Linked DNA regions of Gossypium hirsutum: region 2 is linked to region 1. Evidence: chromatin contacts called from public Hi-C data. All regions are on one chromosome and are shown on one strand. The core of a region is the stretch at or near the end of the contact, and the rest is flanking DNA. Distances in the headings are between cores, read along the strand shown.

What was found. A called contact is a pair of places that touch in the nucleus more often than the background predicts.
Region 2: a Hi-C map of leaf shows a contact between it and region 1, with 2.1 times the contacts expected there. The contact joins the enhancer-like site here to the promoter of LOC107903547 in region 1. A contact is called at or near these places in 9 of 34 Hi-C or Micro-C datasets (anther, callus, fibers and 2 more).

The regions. Positions count from the first base shown.
Region 1 is chrD05:61,224,886-61,229,999 of Gossypium_hirsutum_v2.1, reverse strand. It overlaps LOC107903547 (NAC domain-containing protein JA2L), which reads right to left and starts at 1,830. Exons shown (of 3, transcript XM_016829629.2): 1 at 1,528-1,830; 2 at 1,162-1,430; 3 at 1-658. The coding sequence starts at 1,708. The coding sequence ends at 80.
Region 2 is chrD05:61,266,479-61,271,229 of Gossypium_hirsutum_v2.1, reverse strand. No RefSeq gene overlaps it. Among protein-coding and RNA genes, the nearest start is that of TRNAR-ACG, 30 kb to the left of the region's middle. Within about 2 kb of position 2,034, at least 4 of the 9 cell types and tissues checked have an H3K27ac peak or open chromatin away from gene starts, as enhancers often do. A contact at or near this core is called in leaf, where this site is marked.

The DNA.
Region 1 (5,114 bases), core at 581-3,080:
CAAACAATTATACAAAGTTTTGAAATCCTCTTCAATTCCATACCTCTTTCCCCCTCTCTCTCTTTTTTTTTTCAACTTTTTATTGCTTAAACACAAACCCACCCGACTGAGTCGGGTACCGGAATCCATACGGGTCAATTGAGTTAGAAAAGTTCTGGGTCATCAACCCACTAGAGTTCTGTTGAAAAAACCCTGAGTTATTAATTCGCTGAGTTCTGAGTCCACTCTGTACTTCCTCTTCCACCGAATTACCAGCTTTACTCATTGACATATCCATCTGGGTTAGCGTAGGCGGCATCGTGGGTATACACAGGTCATTATTTACATAACTCTGAATCCCCTGAGTCTGAGTTTGTCCACTGGGAACCAACTCAGGCACCGAGTTAAGCCCTGCAAGACTCGCCCAATCTAAATTCCCGCTGCCCAGATTGTGAAACCCCGTTTTGTCATCGTTTTGAAGCGTCTTCAACGAGTTCATCCGAGGTAAAGCAAAGTAACGATTGTCTAACTCGGGGAATGGCTCAAGCATATCGTCGAGTTGGGAAGAAGAAGAAGAAGTAGAGCCATTGTTACTATGCTCTTTGCTTGAAACACATGGTAATGATTTTTGAGCACTTGAATTCTTCTTGTAAATTCTACATAATACCCAATCATCCAACTACAACAAATAAATTAAATTAAATTAAATTAAAAAATATTCTACACATGACAATATCTTCTAAATTATTATTTATTAAAAATTTTAGGAAAACCCAAATTTATATATATAAATATTTAATATATTAAAAAATAGTTTTTTTAAAAAAGGATGACATATGAAAAATTATGAAATTAAAAAATTCATTAAAAACATTAAAATTCAAAAAATTCATTCGATTCGATTTACTATGTTGATACACTTGATCAATAGTTGTGAAAAAAGATGGAGTTGAGTGGTTTCATTTTCCAAGAGCATATAATCAGAAACAGAGAGAAAGAAAAGAACCTCTCGTCCCGTGTATTAGAATTTTATTAGGTAGGTTGAGTAATCGGGTTGAATTCTGGATCGAATCCTGGGTCGAGTTGTAATTATTATATAATAATAATTATATATATATATATGGTCGAATGATGTTGGAGGTATACGAGCTAAAAGGTTTAGAAATAATGAAGTAAATTTACCTTGGAGCTACCACTTTTACGGGAAGTTTCCAACAATCTATATTCATGCATAATCCAATTCGTTTTAGTCCCTTTAGGTGCTTTTCCAACGTAAAAAACCAGAGCTTTCTTGATACCAACTTTTCGGCCATCGGTCGTGATAACTTTATCGGTTCCGGTAGCTTTCCAATACCCGGAACCGGCGACTCTATTGGGTCGTGACCCGTTCGGATACTTTCGATCTCTCGGACTAAAAAAATACCATTCTTTTTCACCAAATATAGCTTTACCTATGAAAAATAATAATATACATTGATTAGCCAAAGAAATAACATTTCATAATAAGCCAAACAGGAAAGAAAAGGTAAACCATTTGGTTGAACTTACTTGGTAAAACCCATGGATCAAATTTGTATAAATCAATTTCCGCAATGATTTGTAGAGAAAAATGATGCCCTGCAACCTTCCTGCATAAATATTGTACTAAAAGCTCTTCATCCGTCGGATAAAACCGAAACCCCGGTGGTAAGCTCAATTGAGCCAATGGATCAGTTTCCGGGACTACCATGTTTCAAAATTTTCTCGACAACCAAACAGAAAATTAAAGAGTAGTTTGTTTTAGCTAGAGAGAGAAATAGAATAAGAAAAATTAAAAAAATGTTTTTTTTTTCTTTCTATTTTCTATTAGAGTTTGGGGGATTGGAAAGGTATTTAAATAGAAGAGAAAATGGATAGTTATTAAAAAGTGAGTGTGAGAAAGTACGGACGTCCTTGTCTCGTTGTTTTTTTTTCCCTAAATGCGACCCACTTTTATTTTTATCACCCCTGAAAGAATGCCACGTGCATATCATCAAGCGGCCGACCTTATCCGTCCAAGAGGGTGCATGAACCATCACGAAAATTTACAAATGTGAGTCATCGGTTCTTAAGACACGTGTCCTTCTCCCATTTTATTTTGCTACACCCTCTAAATGCCCTGCAGCTAAAATTCATGAATTTTTTTACCTTTTTAATGTTATATTTCTATATTATTATTTTAACTTTTTTATTGAATTTGTGACTTTTTAATCGGATCACTAACTCAATTGCAAAAATTTCGAAATATGTTTTCTTTTAAATTATAAATAATTTTATTATATGATATTTTTGTGTTTCATAATTTTATATTATTTTTAAATAAAAAATTAAAATCTAAAATCTAAAAATCGAATACGTGTTCAGTTACATTAAAATATAAGTTTATTATCACTCCATTTATATTCATTATTAAAAAAAAATTAAAGGAAAATTTTTTCACCCCCTAGGTGAAACAAAATCTAGTTTATATAATACTTATTTATTTTTATATGTTAAAATGTATTTAAAATACTCTTCTATACTTATATAAAGAGTTTTGTTGAGTTGATGTAACGAGTTAACTCAATACCGATTCAATTAGAAAATTACTTAAAAACTCTCTTTTAATAAAAGATTAAATATTAATATAATAATATTTTCATATTTTTAAAATTTTTATATAAAATATTTAAATAAAAATTAAAATATAATATTTGAAAATCAAACCCAAACCTAAGATATATTTAAATATAATCACTTTATTATTTCACTTATAACTCAATTATTAATATTTTTTTTCTTTCAGTTAGATTATGAATTTGATAAAATCTAATGTATATATTTAAAAAGTAATAATTTGATCGATTTGAACTTAAGCCATGCAAATAATTCATCATTACATTATTAACCACCTTGACATAATATATAATTAATATATTATTTATTAAGCTTCTGACTTAATCTATGTTATTCTCAATCGAGTTATCAATTTAGTTAGAAAATTATGAAAATAATCTTTCGTAATTAAAAAAAATTATATTATTTGAAGATTTTTTAGTCTTTTTATTTTAACAAAAATTAATTAAGATATACATATGGTGAGATTTGAACTTGCACTAATTAAATTAAGAAAACTTTAAATTCACCACTCAACCAAAGCTTAATTTTAATGTATTTTTAAACATATTTGTTTCGATATACATAAATTATTATCTCCATCAGTTGTATATATTAATAATGTTGTTCACTGAGTTGGTGTTACAAGTTAACTCGACACTAACTCATAATTGATGACAAAACCATGATAAATAATGCAATGCATTTAGTATTGTTTATCTTATGTATTTATATGTTTAAATTTTGTTTTACTCGTAATTTAATCTATTTTTTATTTTAATATCGTACATATTTCATATGTTATTATAATTAATTTGTTTCAAACTATACTTTTCATTGTTTATTGTATTTTACGTTTAAACACACGTCTACATTTTAAATGCATGTTTTTTGTGTGTATATTCGTGTGATAGAATTTCTAATATTAGTAATTTGTATCAGTTATATATTAAATTATTAAATGTTAGAAATATTGGACAACCATGCATCCAAATGTGAGAGTTAGGCAAGAATTTTTGTGACGAATACAAAGGGAGGAGAATGATATGAAAGAAGAGAGAAAAATGGTGGCTGGTTTTGTTTAGTGACACGTTTACTTGACTTTTTATTATGGTTTCTTTTTGTTATTTTATTGGGATTTTTAGGGTTTTCTTTCACTCAAGAACTTCTATGGATGGCTTGCAAGTTATCATGCATTACATGGGTTTGGACCATTTTGAATTGTTCTTAGCACATTTTAAAAAGAAATTTTGAGTGGTTTTTCAAAAGAGAACTAGATTCTTCTTAGCTTTTATTTTATTCAATTGTTTTAGATGCTTGTAAAACTGTAATGGTTCCATTCAACTTTTGAATCAACGAAACCCATATATCAAAACAGGGTTAGATGTAATATTTTCATGGGTTTTATGCACTTTAAGATTATGATTGCTCATCGTGTAATTGTTAGAAGAGATAATCATAAAAATTATTTTTTAGAATCTGTAAAATAAATATGAAGAATATATTTGGTTAATTGTTTAGATAAAAATCAAGTTAAATTTTGATTGTTAGACTTCACTTTCTAATAAATTTCCATTTTGGGTTTTATTTTATCTTTCTATTTGTCTTTCAAAAAAAAATTATGCGTGGAGACTTTGGAGAAAAGATATAGGTGAAGGCATGGCATAAGTGTTTGGTGGGTCAAAGGGGCACGTAAGGGAGGTTTAGCTCACATAAAGAAAGTGACATTTGGTGTTCTGGGAGCAATGGGTTTTGACAAGTTCACTACAAAATTGATCTAAATCTAAAGCTTATGTTCACAAAATAATGATAACCAAAATGGCAAATTAGGTCTCTACTTTTTAGCAAGAATATCTTAAGTCAAATCAGATTGATTAAACTTTTTATACATAATTAGTAGAATTTTTAATTTAATTTTCATTAAAAATTGGTCTAATTTTTATTTTAATATTCTATTATGTTGAAATTTGAGGTTTAATTTTGTACTTTAATTTGATATAATTTAGTGTCTTTATTTCTATAATATTATTAATATGTCTAAATTGATAACACTACTAATTGCAGTAGTTTGATGTGGAATTTGTTTTAAACAACCTTCTAAATTTATTATAAGTTAAATTTAGTTGATCGAGGATTTTCACATGACATTAATTATGTGGTAAACTAATAGTGAAAAATATTTACTTATTTGCTTTAACCATAGTTATTAATGGTATTATTAATTTGGGTATATTTATAATGTTTTTTTAATTGGAACTAATAATATTTTAATAGTACTTTTCAAATATCCTAAAAAAGTACTTTTCATATATATATATAAATTGAGGGACAAATTTATATCAAAATAAAGTGGGATGAATATTAAATTTATACATGAACTTTGTTTTAATATGCAATTTGATACATGAACTTTGTTTTGGTGCAATTATAAACATGAAACTTGAATTGTGATTCATATATATACAAGAAACTTTGATTTTGATTCAATTGTACACATTCAATTGTACACATTTAAAGAAATA
Region 2 (4,751 bases), core at 785-3,284, 41 kb before region 1:
TTACTTTGATACAGACTAAAACCGGTGGTATCCAACCAATCTCAGCTAAATGCCAACCCCTTCCGAGTCTGATCTCCCAAACCCACAGCTATTATACTCTTTGCCCACCCATGACAAGCTCTTCTTGACAGCATCACCAAAACAACCCAAACCATTAGCAAAAACACACTAGTTCTGTCACTTCCATAAATGCCACAAGACAACACTAAGGCTTAAGGTGAGTTTGGATGTATGGTGTGTTTACCTGCGATTAGTGTAAAAACAACGGGAGTGGTGAGATTAGATACTGTAGTGATACTGTAATGTGAGACAAAAAGTAAACTAAACGCACCGTACTGTCCATCCAAACCCACACTTAGTTTAGTGTTGTTTCTCAAAAGTGCTTTTGGGCGAAAAAATAGTTTTGAACAAAAGCTAAAATTTTATGCTTTTGATTTTGGCTAAAAAAGTGCTTTTGCAAAGCATTTTTTTTCCCAAAAAGTAATTTTGAAAAGCTCAAAAGCATCTTGTTTAGCAATACTTTTATCTCAAAAGTGCATTTTGTCCTAAAAGTGTTGTTTAGAAGCAATGCTAAATTGGCCCTAAACAACACATACCAACTAACTCTTGCCACGACAATGTCCTGGAAGTGACATAAATTTCAAATAATCCAGTCTTGCAAAGGTATCAAAAAGAAATCTTGAACCACTTGACAAGGTAAATACTCTGCCACGTCCCAACCACAATAGGACAATCACGTAAAACATAAGGTATCGAAAAGAAGTCTTGAACCACTTGACAAGGTAAATACTCTACCACGTCCCAACCACAATAGGACAATCACGTAAAACATGAATGTTAGCCTCTTCACCACCCCACACAGACAACAACTTGGGTCATCAGCCATACCACGCCTCACCCATTCAACATTTATTAGCAACATCCCCCTTACCATAAGCCATAGAAAATGTCGTAGCCTTTGCGTCCTTACAACAACCATAAAACCCTCTAAATAGGATCCCTCAAACCTCATAATTTCCGAGTAAGTTACTTATACGTCTCAACCACCATAAACTTCCTCATCGATTACTATCACCAGCAAATGATATCTGGCTTTGCACCAAGAGGAGGCCGAACCCCCAACCATGCGCAAAATAGCCTCTTAGGATAGCATGAGATCCAACCGTCCCTAATCCCATTCTTCGCTAGCACACACCATAACCTTATCGCCTGCAACCACTACATCACGATAGTGATGGACTAGAGGCCCCAAATCCTCAATCCAAGTATCAAACCACAATAGTATCGACCTACCATCACCAATAGAACAACAAATAATTTTTTGTACGTGCTGCCAAACATATGCTAACGATTTCCAAACAAAAGACGAGTATGACTTATAAAATACTCAATGTGCATCCCTCCCGGAAATTATATTTGCACCTTAAAATAAGTACCCAATATAAATCTGGACTAGTGAGCAACTTAAACCCCAAGTTCAACAGGAAGTTTTTATTTTTGAGCATAATTTTGCTAAACAGATGACTATGGGAAGGGTTTATTTCATTTGAAAGCATTTTTGCAGAAGTGGCTCCTTGAATTCTAATGTAAGATAGCATATATCATTATTCAGGACGAGTACTGAATTAAGTTGGGGGTGTGATAACTCTGAAATATATAAACATTTACAACACTTTCTGACAAGTAATTCATGCAAATTCTAAGTGTTTTGACAACAATTTGTGGTTTTACTATAAATTTGTAAAGTAGGATAAAATTAAAAACAATTTAATGATTACCTATTACATGCTAATTTTACTTTTTTTTCCAAGTTGACACAGTTTGATGCATTAGAAGAAAAGACAATCTTGAAGCTCACCTTTTGGATGTCCAATGCTGTAGCATTACCATCGCATGAGTCATAAAGAAGAGGGTTGATTCATGATTAGCTTCGGATGCCCAATTAAAGAAATATTGGGCCTTGAAAAGTCTTTTGACCTAGCTTAAGAATTGGGTCAACAAATGGACAGCCTACTAAGAAGATAGGAGTCCAAATCGTCCACTAAGGAGGAGAAGGCCCAACCGTCCATAAAGTTGCCCAAGCTAGCCACCCAAGACTTGATAGAATATCTAAAATCAACCATAAAAATTCTCCATGTGACTGTTCAACTCCCCTCCTCATTTGAAGTTTCTCTCCCATGAATCAAGCATGAAACTAGCTAAAAATAACAAAGTCATCCACCCTCTTTCCTTGAAAGAAGGGTCGGCCATAGGGAGAAAGAATTTGTAACATCCTAAAACCTGGCCCAGACGTTTCGACCGAATTTTTGAGGTCACATTAGCCACCGAAAAGGCTCAAAACAGAACACTGTTTTAAGTACAACATTCTTTTCAAAAATGCAACTTACTAAACCGAAAATGAATTTTGCCAAAATTCTTTGCACACGATAAACTTATTTTCGCTTAAAACTTTCTTAGAACCTATTTCATATTTAATGAATGAAATTTTTTACAACCAAAATAGGTTTGAAAATTTTGATAACCGAACTTAAAATCATAAATTTACATTGGAAAAATAAATTATTTATCTTGTTGAAAAATTGTGTTCAGTTACTAAAGCTTATGCATGGCATCACATGTTTAATTCAAAAACCATAAACTCAAAACTTAATGAAAGTCCGAAATTCAAAACTCATACAACAATCCTATGAAATTTAATTACAGTTCCAATGAAAACATATTATCAAACTTTATAAAAATTTAATCTAAAACTCCAATCAAAACTAGAAATTCATAGACCCTCATTTTGCTGATTCCGACATCTAACCTCACGAGTTACATGAGAAGGAAACTAAAAGGGGGTGAGCTAAACAAGCTCATTCTGATTTCGAAACAAATACAGAAGGCAAATGATGAAGTAGTAAATCGAAAATTATAGATATAAATATACAGACAACATACAGAAATCTTGAACTGGTAATCAGATATATGAAAAGTTTTCACTAACAATCAAAACACAATTACATTATTACAAATTCACATGATACTAATTCACAACAATCATACAATCAAACATAAACTCAGAAGCGAACAAACATAAATCCTAGTTAGTGAATTTCGGAGAGATGAACAATAAACACAATACCTTATAGGTAAAAGCACCACAAATTTCATGTATTATATTCTAGATTGTATATTAGTTTTTTTATTCAAAACATAGGTAAATTAGCTCTTTTACGTTAGATGAGTAAGCAAAACAATCCTATGTTAAAATTTGGTATTTATATATAAGGTATAATAACAAATTTGGCCCTTAATATTTTTATATTTATTCAATTTGACCCTTACTATTTTATTAGAAGTAAATTAGAAATTTTTGAAACTACTAAGACTAAAGGATCAAAATTGCCTTAGTAACAATTTTAAAAAAAATGAATAAAGCCCTTTTAAAATTTAAAAATCATTTAAAATTCATAAAATTATAAAAAAATTATAAATATTTTATTAAAAAAATACAAACCCATTAAAATCTAATCGTTATAAGATTTTAAAAAATTTGACCCTTACTCTTTTATTGGGTTGGTGTTGTTATTTTTAATAAAAAATTAAAAATAAACCTTTAATATCTAATGACACATTGTAAATAGCTGAACCAACAACAAATTATCACTCTCAATCAACAAGTTCTTATATCCCTCCTCCCAGGCAGTACGAAGACCATCAATAAATTGCCTATAGTTCCACCTGCAACTCTGTACTAACTCCAATAAATCGAGTATACCTCATGAGCCAACAGTTAGCCCAGTCACAGAGGACACCCTTGGCTGAAGCAACACCACTTAAAATATCCACAGCCCTATCACAATTTACTTTGATACATACTAAAACCGATGGTATCCAACCAATCTCGGCCAAATGCCAACCCCTTCCGATTCTGATCTCCCAAACCCACAGCTATTATACTCTTTGCCCACCCATGACAAGCTCTTCTTGACAACATCACCAAAACAAACCAAACCATTAGCAAAAACACACTAGTTCTGTCATTTCCATAAATGCCACAAGACAACACTAAGGCTTAAGGTGAGTTTGGATGGATGGTGTGTTTACCTGCGATTAGTGTAAAAACAACAGTAGTGGTGAGATTAGATACTGTAGTGATACTGTAATGTGAGACAAAAAGTAAACTAAACGCACCGTACCATCCATCCAAACCCACACTTAGTTTAGCGTTGTTTCTCAAAAGTGCTTTTGGACCAAAAAATAGTTTTGAACAAAAGCTAAAATTTTATGCTTTTGATTTTGGCTAAAAAAGTGCTTTTGCAAAGCATTTTTTTTTTGTCCCAAAAAATAATTTTAAAAAGCTCAAAAGCATCTTGTTTAGCAATACGTTTATCTCAAAAGTACTTTTTGTCCTAAAAGTGTTGTTTAGAAGCAATGCTAAATTGGCCCTAAACAACACATACCAACTAACTCTTGCCATGACAATGTCCTGGAAGTGACATAAATTTCAAATAATCCAGACTTGCAAAGGTATCAAAAAGAAATCTTGAACCACTTGACAAGGTAAATACTCTGCCACGTCCCAACCACAATAGGACAATCACGTAAAACATAAGGTATCGAAAAGAAATCTTGAACCACTTGACAAGGTAAATACTCTGCCACGTCCCAATTAATCACAATAGGACAATCACGTAAAACATGAATGTTAGCCTCTTCACCACCCCACACAGACAACAACTTAGGTCATCAGCCATACCACGCCTCAC